2 separate regions of the Mus musculus genome follow, and region 1 is linked to region 2. The links are chromatin contacts, called in public HiChIP or PLAC-seq maps. All regions are on one chromosome and are shown on one strand. Each heading gives the region's core, a stretch centred on a gene start, on an enhancer-like site or on the middle of the called end of the contact. The rest is flanking DNA. Distances are from core to core; before and after follow the strand shown. Region 1 has its middle 39 kb from the start of Ccdc90b. Region 2 overlaps Dlg2 (discs large MAGUK scaffold protein 2).

Region 1 (6,524 bases), core at 1,139-3,638, 96 kb after region 2:
TGCAGACTATCTTACAGCAATGTTGTATTGAAATGTAACAATAGTCTATGTTCCATTTTTCCTGTTTATAGAAGTTGAAAGCTGGTCCTTCTAAATTACCATTTTAAACTTTATCTATACCTTGGGACTGTGTCAAAAATAACTGGGACTTATCTGGAGTTCAGACAAGCAAATCTGTATTAATTAAATACAACTCCTTGCATTAGTATGGCAACTCATTAATTAAGAGGCCCCAGCATCCAACAGTCCTCAGTGAGCTTGCAGTTGCCCAGCATTAACAACAGGCCACTGGAAGCAGTTTTGAAAATTGTGCATTTCAGGAGAGCTGTGACAGTTATACCATATCAGTAGAGTAGTCAGGAAGGATCAGAGGACCCCATGAAGCCTGGTATTATGGAAGAGAGAAGAAAGTTATGAAAAGCAAGTCTCTGAGAGCTCCCAGGGGTCCAGGTTAATTGACTATGTTGGTCTTCCTGTGGGGTTCGCTTCCCCTTCAGAGCCTTCAATCCTTCCCCCAACTCTTCCATAATTGTCCCTGACCTTGGTCCAAGTTTGGCTGTGAGTATCTGCATCTGTTTCAGTCCACTACTGGGTAGAGCCTCCTGTCATACCTGTCATTTGGAGTCTAGGTTACCTCACTCAGAATATTTTCTAGTTCCATCCATTTGACTTCAAAATTCATGATGTCCTTGTTTTAAATAGCTGAATAGTATTCCATTGTGTAGATGTACCACATTTTCTGTATCCATTCTTCTGTTGAGGGACACCTGTGTTGTTTCTCCTTTCATACTTGTGGTAAAATCCTTGTTGAAAAAATATGTGAGAAAGAAACAGAATCAACCACAGTTATTTTTAGGAATATTATGTTGTAGACATAAAGTGTTAAGTACCTAAGGAGCTGTGCTAACTGCTTAATATGGTGCTAGCGGAGCTCAGAAGAGTCAAAGGGACAACTGTTGGTAATAATGTAAATTAGCCCAGATACTATGAAACTAAGTATGGAAGGTCTTCAAAATATTAAAACTAGAACCACCAAACAGTTCTGCAACACTACTCCTGGGAATATCCACCCAAGCAATGGAAGTTAGCATACAATAGAGAGACACCTGTTTGTTCACATTGTTGACAGAAGCATTTATAACAGTTAAGCTGTAGAATCAACGTAGATGTCCACCACCAGATGAATGAAGAGTGTAAATGTGGGATATAATTCCATTATAGAGGAATGAAAATATGATCTTTGCAAGGCAATGGATGGAACTAGAAAATCTCCGTGTCATACAAGATAAGCCAGCTGCAGGAAGACAAATACTACATGTTTTCTTGTATGCAAATCTAAAAAAAAATTTTAAAGCATGAAAGAAAAGGAACTATTTGGGAAGAAGAAAAGTACCAGTATAGAAGAGGATGAACAATAGAGGGTGATAGGGAAGTGAATGATCAAAGTACTGTATATATGTATATATGTATATATGTATACATGCATATATATATATATGTGTATATATATATGTATGTCAATTTTTTAAAAAATCAGTATGTGCTAGTAAAACATATTAAAAATTCAAATAAATGTGACAGGAAAGAGACATAGTTTTAAAATCTTATTTCAGGGAGGTGACATGGAGTCTAGGGATTCAAGACTGGTTTCACAAGTTACTCAGCTTAGTCAGGCTTATAGAGATGTGTCTAGAGTTGACAGGCAATCATTGCTACGGGCCATAGAACAAAACTCTGTGAAACAGACCTCAGGGAGAAAAAGACACTTTATGTGGGAGAGATATTGGGCACCTGAGTGGAGATTACAATGCTCAAAGGGAGGTCAGCTAACACAAACACTCCTTCAGCCTCGCACTGTGCTGTTAGACAGCCTCAGGCTGGATGGGACTCTCAACACATGCTCATTCCCTGCTTAGTACCTACACTTTGAAACCTCATGCAAACCTAGGTGTCCTTGAAATGATAGCACTCTAAACTTCTCTTAACCTAATTACAGGTAGTGCAGTGCAATTAGGCTAAGAGTATCGTCTTCCTATTGTAATCAGTCTCTAGCCTAGAGGTGTAGATGTTTTTTATTCACCCGTTCTTTGCTTCTTGGTATCTATTTTTAGCCTATGTCTCTGAAACTTCTTTCAGAAAATGGAGCAGAGCTCTCAAATGACTCCCGTATTTTAATGCTTACTTGTTCTCTTCCTTTTAAAAAAAAAAAAAAAAGTCATTTTCATTATACTATCAGAGTAAACCCTCGTGTGCACATACCAATGGATTTAAGACAATGAGCCAAGTGTACTAACTGGCAGCGCTTTTTAACAAATACTCAGAATGAGACAGTACCCTGGGGAGCTTCACAAAGCCAGCTCTTCTATGCCTTGGTGTTTCTGTATAGGGCGCCCTCTGCAGGAATTCCCTCTCATTTGCACTCTGTCTCATTTGCACTCCCTCTCAGGTTAGTTTCGTCTGGCTTTGGAGCAAAGGCCACTTAACATTTGCCTCTTTCTTTTTGTTTGTTTGTTTGGTTGTTTGGTTGGTTGTTTGGTTGGTTGGTTGGTTGGTTGGGTTTTGTTAGTTTTGGTCATTTGTCTTGTTTCGTTTTGCACTGGGCCCTAAGGGAAAAATGAACCACTTTCCAGCTTGGGTCCCTGAAAGATTCAGCCTGCCTACAGGAATATACTCTTGGTTTTTGTTTGTTTGGTTGGTTGGTTTTATTTTGTTTTTTAACTTATGAGCATTTTTCTCATTTGTTATGCCTTAGTTCTTTTTTAACTACTACCACCTACACAGAGGATTCCCAAAGTACAACAAACAATATAATGTTTTCCATACCGTAGAATCTTTAAAAAAAAAAAAAACAAATTTTTTATTAGATATTTTCTTCATTTACATTTCAAATGCTATCCCAAAAGTTCCCTATACCCTCCCCCCGCCTTGCTCTCCAACCCACCCACTTCTGCTTTCTAGCCCTGGCATTCCCCTGTACTGGGGCATATAATCTTTGCAAGACCAAGGGTCTCTCCTCCCAGTGATGGCCGACTAGGCCATCTTCTGCTACATATGCAGCTAGAGACACAAGCTCTGAGGAGGTACTGGTTATTTCATATTGTTGTTCTTCCTGTAGGCTTAGAGGCCCCTTCGGCTCCTTGGGTACTTTCTCCAGCTCCTCCATTGGGGTCCCTGTGATCCATTCAATAGATGACTGTGAGCATCCACTTCTGTATTTGCCAGCCACTGGCATAACGTCACAAGAGAAAGCTATATCAGGGTCATGTCAGCAAAATCTTGCTGGCATATGCAATAGTGTCTGCATTTGGTGGCTGATTATGGTATGGATCCCCAGATGGGGCAGTCTCTGCATGGTCGTTCCTTCCGTCTCAGCTCCAAACTTAGTCTCTGTAACTCCTTCCATGGGTATTTTGCTCCCCATTCTAAGGAGTGAGGTATCCACACTTTGGTCTTCCTTCTTCTTGAGTTTCATGTGTTTTGCAAATTTTATCACACTGTAAAATCTTTATACGAGTTTCCTATCTCAGGACCTTAGATGCCATCCTCCTAGAAAACATACCCAAAAAATTTCTATAAGTATCTCCAGATGATAAATCCTTCCTTCCTTGGTGCAACTCTGGAAATCAGAAGACAATTTATAAGACTCTCCCCAGTACGTGGGTCTCAGGAATCCAACTCAGGTCATCAGGATTGGCCCCAAGCACCTTTCCTCTCTGAGCCATCTTGCCAGCCCCTAAGCACACTTTACAGTCAGTAGCCCCTCCTTACCCACAGGTCTGAGGTTTCAGTTGATCAAGTTCAACCACAACCTGAAAACACAAAATGGAAAACTTCAGGAAAAAAGTCAATTCACTACTTTTAAACTGTGTACTCTTGCAAATAGTGTGACACCTCCCACTGCAGCATTTTGTCACTCAGAAGTGGATCATCACTTTATCCAGCACATTTACTATTCAGCCTTTCATTACTTAGTAGCTCTCTCCATCACAATATGGTCTATCAGGGTAGCACAGTACTTATGTTCAGATCTTACTCAGTCCCCAGGGCAAGAGTGATAACGACCTGAGTTCAGTTCTGCTGATCTGATCTCATAGCATTTGCTTTGAGTGAAAAGGTGAAAGTCTAATAAAGTATTTTGAAAAGCAGCAGTATTCATATAATTTTTATTACATTCTATTATCAGTATTTTATTTTTGTTGCTGTTGATCTGTTACTATGCCTAACTGACATACTAAACATTATACAGATATGCACAATTCTCTAACTCATCCAGTTTCTGGCATCATTTTACTCTTAGAACATATCCCCTGTGAGGAAGGAAGGTGGATGCAAGATTGCCACTGAGGGCAGTTTCCCCATTGGAATCTAAAATTTGCATGTGGGCTCTGAGGGCACTGAGGGACTGAGAATGAGGCGTCCACAGAAATGAAACCATTAAAAGAAAGAGATGGCCCTCAACATATGATGGGTTGTAGCCCAACTAACCAGTTACAAATTGAAAATACTTCCTCCCAAATATCATAACTTATCAATGTAGTTCATTGGACAATGTACTCAATACAGTGTACTGGCTGTTTTCCCCATATGATTGTATAAGTAACTGGCAGCCACACATACTTGGGCAACAGTGAGAATATTGTGGTATATATCAGTAGCCTGGGGAAAAAGCAAAGTTCAATCCAGTTGTATTGAATATGTATCACTTTCGGATCATAGCTGAGAAATTGTAAATCAAGCTGTCATGTCAGATATACATGTGTCTGCTCATTCATTTGAGGCAACTGGTTCACACAACTATGAAGGTTAGTGAATCCAAAACTCAAGGAAGTCCTGCAGGAAAGTACTGAAGTTCAACCCTAAGGCTGTCTGCTGGCAGAGTTCCTTCCTGCCCACAAGAAGTCAGCCTTTACTCTCTTCAGCTCTTCAACTTGTACATGAGATCCACTCACAGGATAGAAGAGAACCCATTTTACTCTAGTTCACTTATTTAAGGATAAATTATGTCAAGAAACACTCTCAGAAAAACATCCAAAAGAGTGTTTAACCAAATACTTGGGCTCTGTGGCCCACCCCACCTAAAATTGACACAAGATTATCTATAATTTGGGTTTTGTCTCTTTGCTTTTAACGACCTCAGCGCCCAGCAGACTTAATTAAAATAGAAGGAGCTGCTGAATGAATGAAGTCCATATACAGAAGCATCCCTGGAGGAGTTGAAGCATCTAGTTCAGTATAGTCTAAGCATTTTCTTTCTTGATTTGTCAGTATAATGTGAAGGCTGCTAAAACAGCAGCAATGTTCTAGGTAGAGTGTAATGGATAACTAATGTACAGGGGAAATGTTAAGAAAAAAAAAATTCCATGAAAAGAAAAACAAAGAACTGGGAGATATAAATGCTTGCCACACACCTGATACCCTAAGTTTCATCTCTGGAAGCTAAGTAAAAATCCAGATGTGGTAGCACACATCTGTAATCCCAAAATTCATATGACAATATTGGATAACAGATACACAGAATCAGCCAGAAGCTCACCTGCACAGTACAATGGCAAAGCAAGAGTCAGCCTCACAAGCCCCTTCCGCTCCACTCGAGCCCCGAGGTACCTTGCCAGCGGAGTCTCGCCCAACACCCGCAAGGGCCCACACAGGATTCCCCACGGGATCCTAAGACCTCTAGTGAGTGGAACACAACTCCTGCCAGGAGTCTGGTTCGAACACCAGATATCTGGATACCCTCCCTGCAAGAACAGAGCTTGCCTGCAGAGAATACTCTGCCCACTCAAACTAAGGAGAGAGCTGCCCTCCCAGGTCTGCTTATAGAGGCTAACAGGGTCACCTGAAGAACAAGCTCTTAACAGAGACAACTATAACAGCTAGCTTCAGAGATTACCAGATGGCGAAAGGCAAACTTAAGAATCCTACTAACAGAAATCAAGACCACTCACCATCATCAGAACGAAGCACTCCCACCCCACCTAGTCCTGGGCACCCCAACACAACCGAAAAGCTAGACCCAGATTTAAAAACATTTCTCATGATGATGATAGAGTACATCAAGAAGGACTTTCATAAGTCACTTAAAGAATTACAGGAGAGCACTGCTAAAGAGTTACAGGCCCTTAAAGAAAAGCAGGAAAACACAACCAAAGAGGTAGAAGTCCTTAAATAAAAACAGGAAAACACATCTAAACAGGTGATGGAAATGAACAAAACCATACTAGAACTAAAAAGGGAAGTAGACACAATAAAGAAAACCCAAAGGGAGGCAAGGCTGGAGATAGAAACCCTAGGAAAGGGTGCAGTTGCTAGTCTCTCCTCCCCAGAAATTCGAGGGCTCACCGATTCATCCCTAAATTTGCAATCTTGACTTTATGAGGCTATCAAACAATTTTCAGAAATGCTAATGAGGCAGCAAAGCAACTTGATATTCAGAACTATTCTCCTCATTAAAAGGTTCTCACAGTTTCTACTCACTAGGCTCTATTTTATCTATTTCACACACCGAGTCTGCCTTGTTGGTTATG
Region 2 (6,593 bases), core at 3,701-6,200:
CATGGGTTCATACCACATACCCTAGCCCATGAGTCCTTGGACTTGTTAAATGTATGTCCAAATTAACAACACAACTCTAGCCATAAAGCCACACAGAGAGGAATGGTTTGTGTTATAGAACCAATCCCCTCAGCAGTGTATATATATATACATATATATCTTCTTTTCCTCTTTCTTAAATATTGCCAAATAGTTGAAAGTCAAGTAGTCGCGTATATATCATGTTAGTAATGGGACATATGAAACTCATACGTTACACTCAACCAACTCGTCAGCTGAACAACAATATACATATCTCTGTTATATTAACCAAGTCCTTTAGGAGGAATTAAACATAACTCATGCCAGATCCTGCACTGGGTATCAGACCCACTTATCTTCTGTCTGCTCCATTCTCCCAGAATTTAATTGCTATTCCAGCAAGGATTATAGAATAAAACCTAAGTCGTGAGACATTTCTCAGGGACTTACTGCTTCCTCCCATATTTTCTACTCACTGAAGCAGGAAAGAGTTTCAAGAATTCCTTTTAGACCTGAGGATTTGCTTGCAAAGTATTTAAATAGAAAATAAAATTGAAGGGACTTCAGGGATCAGCTGGTAAATGCAGTCTCCCTTCAAAATAATTAGGGCTAAAACAGAGACCCAGAAAATCGCTTACATGGCAGTGGACACACACTGTCCTTCCCAATACCACGCTATGGGTGTGGTATATTATTTATAGTAAGAATATCACTTGAGTTGCTACTGTTTGATAATGAGAGGTACTTTTTTTTTTCCTAAGAAACAGCGGTTTCATGTAAACTGGCAATAAAGTTTTCATCTTTCTCTTATCTGGATTCTCTTAGTGCAATCTCTTCTGCAGCCTTTCACTTGCCTTTGCTTACATTTCCAGTAGCTTTGCATGGGTGTGTCCTTTCCCTTCTGGCTGCTCTCTGACGCTTGATCCTTCTTTAATTTGCTGTGCTGTCCTTGCAGAACACGTCTCTTCTAATGCCAGCGATAGCGAAAGTAGCTGCCGTAAGTTACTGCTTGGGCTTGTGGTTCTTTTCTTTGCGGTTGCCCCCATCGTCTGTGGTAGTCATTTCGCTGCCTTTTTTTTTTTTTTTTTTTTTTTTTTTTTTTTTTTTTTTTTGGTCATCCTTCTCTGAAGCAAATGGCTTGAAACAAAATCAGCATTTGATGTGGAAAGATACAAATGACACGGGCACCACCCGTGAACCCTAACGTGATGTATGCACACAGGCACAGCTTTTCTAATACCAATTCCAACCTCAACTGGTTGACATCCCCATGGTGGATGATTTTGACACCCAATCAGCTGAAATCAATGTAATCTCCCCGGAGGAGAGAAAGTCATGATTCCATCCTCCTCCTTTTGCTTTTTTCCCTTCTCCTGGAACAGAAATATTTCTAACGTACGGTGTTCTGTTAAATCAGATGTCTTTTTTTATCAGTTTCTCCTTGATTAATATTTTAAGACACATAGCATATCTTATGTGTCTAACCTTATCTGAGGAATGGTTGGGAAGTTGATAAAAATACTTCATCTAATGCTGAAAGAAATTTTAAAAACTTTTTAGGTCACTAAACATAATGGAAAAGGTAGGTAACTACTTTAAAATGTTCTCTGGTCACCTCAAGCCATTTGCTTAGTATAGGGAAACATTCTCCAAATAACAAGCACATTCTTCTAATCAACTCTCACTGTTTCCTGCTGCCTAGTGACTGGTCTTTGGTGACTAATACAAGTACCTATTACCACTGGGGTCCTTATGTCTTTAATATTAACTTGCAATCCTTAGCAAACTGGGTTACCCAAAAAAAAAAAAAAAAAAAAAAAAAAACGGTTGACAAGGTTATCAGAAAACTGCAGGCTCAATACATGAGCCAAAGAAATAAATACCAATGTAGAAATTGGTATTGTCTTCTGCTTGAATACTAATTGAAAAGTAGAAGTGTTTGGGGCATCTCTGTCCCACCCCGCTATAGTATGATGTATTATAAAACCATGCCTTTAGAGGCAGAGTGCTAATACGTACATGTGATCTGGAGTTGGAGGAGGGTTTTGAAGGAGCCTGGTGGCCAGCAGAAAACACATACACTAGAGACAGATGTCAGTTAATGATAGGGATCAGAAAAGGAAGGTGACATGGACCAAAGACTGAAATGACAAACTTGCAACAAGCTGCCCAGGCAGAATACTAAAGTTGCATAGTTGTCATATTGATGAAGGTGTTATTAAGAGAGGAAATTCCTAACTCTCAATGATGGAAGGGTTCAGAGTTCTTGTGTTCAACATGGCTACAATCTTCCTACTCTTATGGTTAACCCAACGTTAGGATAAAGAAAAATTGCCTTTCCCGTTTCTCATTGTTTGGTTGGGTTTTGTTTGTTTGTTTGTTTTTTTGTTTTGTTTTGTTTTTTAATTCAGAAACCAGCCAGGAAAAAAAGGCCAAAAATTATTTCAATGATTCCATAAACCACTCCCAATTTTTCATGGGGAGAAATGTGACTTACTGATTTGGTTTTATGAAGACCACTAACACTAATCTCCTTGGTTTTCAATTTTCAAGGACTTTGCTCCCATTCAGCACACAGCCATAGAAAAAGAGAATATCATCCCTTGCTCTTCCCTCCTCTTTATGGGGTGTACCTACAGTGACTACCTTCTCTTTGGGAAATTACAGTTTTAGATTTTTTTTTCAGAACCACTAAGTCGTAGAATTTAAGATTAAGGCCCCATCATCAAAGCTTTTGCAGACGAGGTGCCACAATGACACCAATCATATTTTACTCTCCCAAATTATAGCCGCACACAAATATTCACTGAGGGAATGAAGGATATAACTCTATACCCTTTAAACTGTGAGAAGAGAGTTGCAGTTGAAATCATTACGTTAGTAAGGCAGATGTGTGCCTACCAGCCTCCACTTCTAAAACGTAATTCAGACGTCTGCTCCCCCTAATAAAGCAACATCAGTACATCCAGCATGTCAAATTACAGAGGGTATTGCGTTGGCATGTGAGTTTCCCTCCAAAGTTAAAAGGAACAGTCACGGCTTCAATTGGCAGCTTCTGCGTGAAAGGATACCTTTCACAGCACTATAAAAGCCAATGTGAAAATTGATCAAGCCTGGATCTCAGTGCGCATGTCCTGGGAGAGGGAGTTCAATCCATGAACGGGAATAGCACTCCGGGACAAGCAGCGCAACAGCACTGCTTCCAGACAGGACAGGACCTGTGTGCTACACTTTGGAAAGAAGAGCGCTTGTCAAAAGGAAGAGAGGAACTTCCTGTGAGGGCCAGTGCCAGGACAAAAAGATAGGTGGGGCCAAGACATGTGTTCAAGAAAGAGGCAACTTTGACATCAAGATCGGCTGTATTTTTCTACTGAATTTCTGGCTTTTGCTATAATCAAGACTATCTTTATGTCTCATAAATAGACATACAAACAATTATGGAAAGACTCTTTGCCAATATGAAAAGTGTTCCATCTGGAGACAGCATAGCTTTATGAAAAGTGGGTGGTACAAAATTGTTCAAGGCTACTGTAGGGCACAGTACACAAAGCCCCATTCGCACTATGTTCTGAAGACACACAGCCCTGCACATGCATGTCTACAAGCCTCCACTTCTAAAACATAATTCAGATACCTGCTGCGCCAAATCATGCATTACTTTTCTAAGTAAAACTAGATTGAGTAGCAGCTAAAATGTTAATTAACATGCATATTGCCTAATTATACAAATGCAACTTCAAAACCTTAACTATTGGATAGTTCCCTATTTCTGTCTACTGATAAAATAGTAAAGTTATGGCTCATGGTTTTGTATATGCCTTCTGTATACACCTTCCAATTGTCCTTGTATTTGGAGGCAATAAATACCAAATGGGAATTATCAGCACCAGGCAAACCTCTATAGCTAGTGCCTCCCCTTCACAAAGCTCCATCAAGCTCTTTACACAAAATGGATGTATGCGAGTTGAAAAATCATCCTTCTTGCCCACCGGTATTCATCAGTTAAGTTAGGATATTCCAAATGAGGATCTTGAGGAAATGGCCTGAGTGTAGTATCTGAGATGAGGAAACCCCAGACTTCTCTGCAAAGGTTGGTAACCCTGACCCCCATACTTTCTATGCTACTCTACTTTTCACAAGTATTGCCCATAACTGCCTTTAGTTCTTTCATTCTGGTTATCTCATTTAACTACTGTAATGACACTATTACTAGGGAGGTCTTACCTTGACAGCCTACTTTGTGCAGGAGGCACCTAGAGCCTTAGGGATTGTGTATCCCACCAGTAAGCAGTAACCCTGAAGTCTGTTATTCTGACTCCCATGCACTCTTTATCCTATGGTTTATAAAAGCTCAGCTTCTTGCTGTGTAAGCCAATACTTTGCAAACACTCTGTGCTACTCACCAGATAATTAAGGCCAAAGCTGCTTCCAGTGTTACCTATATACTAAGCCTGAGTTTAAGGGCCTTCTCATGGCTGAGAAATTTAATCTTCTGACTATCCTGTGGAGACACTGAGCTAACAAATGGATGTAAACCAAGATGCCGACGGTAGCCAATTGGAAATAGCTGCTTGAAGAGTTGTATAGAGGAGCTAGAGAGATAGCTCCTCAGCTAAGAATACTGGCTCTTCTTCCAGAAGATCTAAGTTTGATTCCCAGTACACACATGGAGACTTGCAACTGTCTGTAACTCCAGTTCCAAGAGGACCCAATGCCCTTTTTTGGCCTCCACAGGCACCAGGCCTGCAAGGAGGCAAAACACCCAGACTAATAAAAGAAGAAAAAATAATGAGTAAAAATTTTTGTAGCCACACTTCAGACAGTGACTGCTGTATGATTTCCCACTGAGGGCACAGAATGGAGGAATGCCACCACGTGCTACATATTTGCCACCCTAACATGCCCTGGTGCTAAGATTCTCAGACTCTGGGAAGTAGACTGATTCTTGATAGCCATCCGGTGGCTTCTTAAGTGCTAAGAAGTAAGTTTAGAATGTTATACACAACATTAAGAGCCCCAGCCCCAGCCCCAGCCCCCTCTTTGATTTCTTGTTTCCAAAACCTCAGAACAGGAGCTTCTTTTTTCTCTCTCGGGAAAGAGGACTAAGGTCTTGCTCTAGCCATGCATCGATGCAGCAAGCTCCTGATTCACACACACTCCCAGGATTGTGCAGAGTTCTGTTAGAAAACAGCTCTGCCAAGTGTCTGACAGCTGCAAACCCACAGCCTGTGCTGTTTGCCCACTGCCAACCACAAAGTTGCCAAAACAAGACCGAGAATAGTCTGTACCTTTTGCCAGCTGTTATCCTAAGTGCCAAACTCTTGTGAGAAGAGAGAGAGAGAGAGAGGGAGAGAGAGAGAGAGAGAGAGAGAGAGAGAGGGAGAGAGAACCTAACTAAGGATGACATGATTACAGAGATGTTATACCAACAGAGAGTATGAGAAAGCAGAAGCGCTGGTATTTACAGGTGGACCTGGACCTCTTCAGGCCTCTTGATGACTCTACCTTCTTTTGTGGCCCATGCCCTTTGTTCACTGCAAGCTCTGGTGAGTCCCAGGGAAAAATCTACATCTCCCGCCCTCCTGGGAGTGTATGATATACTCAACAGAGAAAAACAAATGTGGACTTAAATCTTGTCTTTGCCACTTAATAGCTGAGCGAATGGGCCTCACTAAAGGCTTGAACCTCAGCTTCTCCATCTATAAAATGGGTCACCAGAGTACCAATTACCCAAGAAATTTTGTGGAAACAAGAAGCCAGTGATGGGAAAGCAAAGGCCCTCAAGAATGGCATGGAGACATGCACTTTTCTCTCTCTTCATTGCCAGCTTCTGATGCACACACAGTGTACATCTTGCACAGGGCCATAACAATCACAGAGAATGACACGATACCCCCTGCCAGCACTACTGCTCTGAATGAAAACCAGTTCCCTCCGTAAGAAGCATACCACAAAACAGTGGACAAATAATTCTCTCATGAAAGAAAAGCTGTGCTTGTCCCGGTTTTCTGAACCACACGCGACACAGAGTGACATCAGATGTGACTTAAGATTCGTGTCCGGAAGATCCCATTCGGGTGATCTGCAGCATGACTGGAAAGAGATTCAGACAGAAGCGTGACGTGTTGCGGTTATTTAGAGGAAACTGTATTTCCCAAAGTGAAGGGATTGTATTCACAGACACGCAGAGCAGAACCTTTCCCTGCACTCATTACTCATCTTGTTTTTCACAACGGAAATCACAGCGTGAGTTCTCTGTCATCCTTGAGCGCTGGAATCACCGTGATGGATGGGGCTGTGCCTTTGAGCTCTGACCAGTGTAGAGGTCAGACTCTGACAACGACCACCTGACACCTGAAGCTTTATCTCACTATCAGGACTCTGGTGATAGTTCCCAAGCCTTCCCTATAAAGTTGGAGTCTGTTGCCACCATTAAGGACCCATGCTACTCTCACTCCAACCTTTTCTCTGTACATTTTTCCACCCATCTTGTGAATGGCAATGGATCTCCAGATCAGAAGATTGGGGCTTTAGTATCAGTCTGGTTTTTTTTTTTTTTCCCATCTAAACTC

Evidence for each region. HiChIP or PLAC-seq counts read pairs in DNA pulled down with a chosen protein or histone mark.
Region 1: a contact with region 2 is called in a RAD21 HiChIP or PLAC-seq map of pro-B cells, with 4 times the contacts expected there. The contact joins two enhancer-like sites. A contact is called at or near these places in 1 of 15 datasets of contacts at CTCF or cohesin (pro-B cells), 4 of 484 Hi-C or Micro-C datasets (the 63-12 cell line, the AML12 cell line, immediate neuronal precursor and 1 more), 1 of 115 datasets of contacts at active chromatin or transcription factors (large pre-B cells) and 1 of 9 other capture datasets (pancreatic islet).

Annotation. Positions count from the first base shown.
Region 1 is chr7:92,518,648-92,525,171 of GRCm38.p6, forward strand. No RefSeq gene overlaps it. Among named protein-coding and RNA genes, the nearest start is that of Ccdc90b, 39 kb to the right of the region's middle. Within about 2 kb of position 2,389, at least 6 of the 459 cell types and tissues checked have an H3K27ac peak or open chromatin away from gene starts, as enhancers often do. A contact at or near this core is called in the 63-12 cell line and pro-B cells, where this site is marked.
Region 2 is chr7:92,419,656-92,426,248 of GRCm38.p6, forward strand. The region is part of intron 17 of Dlg2 (discs large MAGUK scaffold protein 2); the gene reads left to right. Among named protein-coding and RNA genes, the nearest start is that of Ccdc90b, 140 kb to the right of the region's middle. Within about 2 kb of position 4,951, at least 23 of the 459 cell types and tissues checked have an H3K27ac peak or open chromatin away from gene starts, as enhancers often do. A contact at or near this core is called in the 63-12 cell line and pro-B cells, where this site is marked.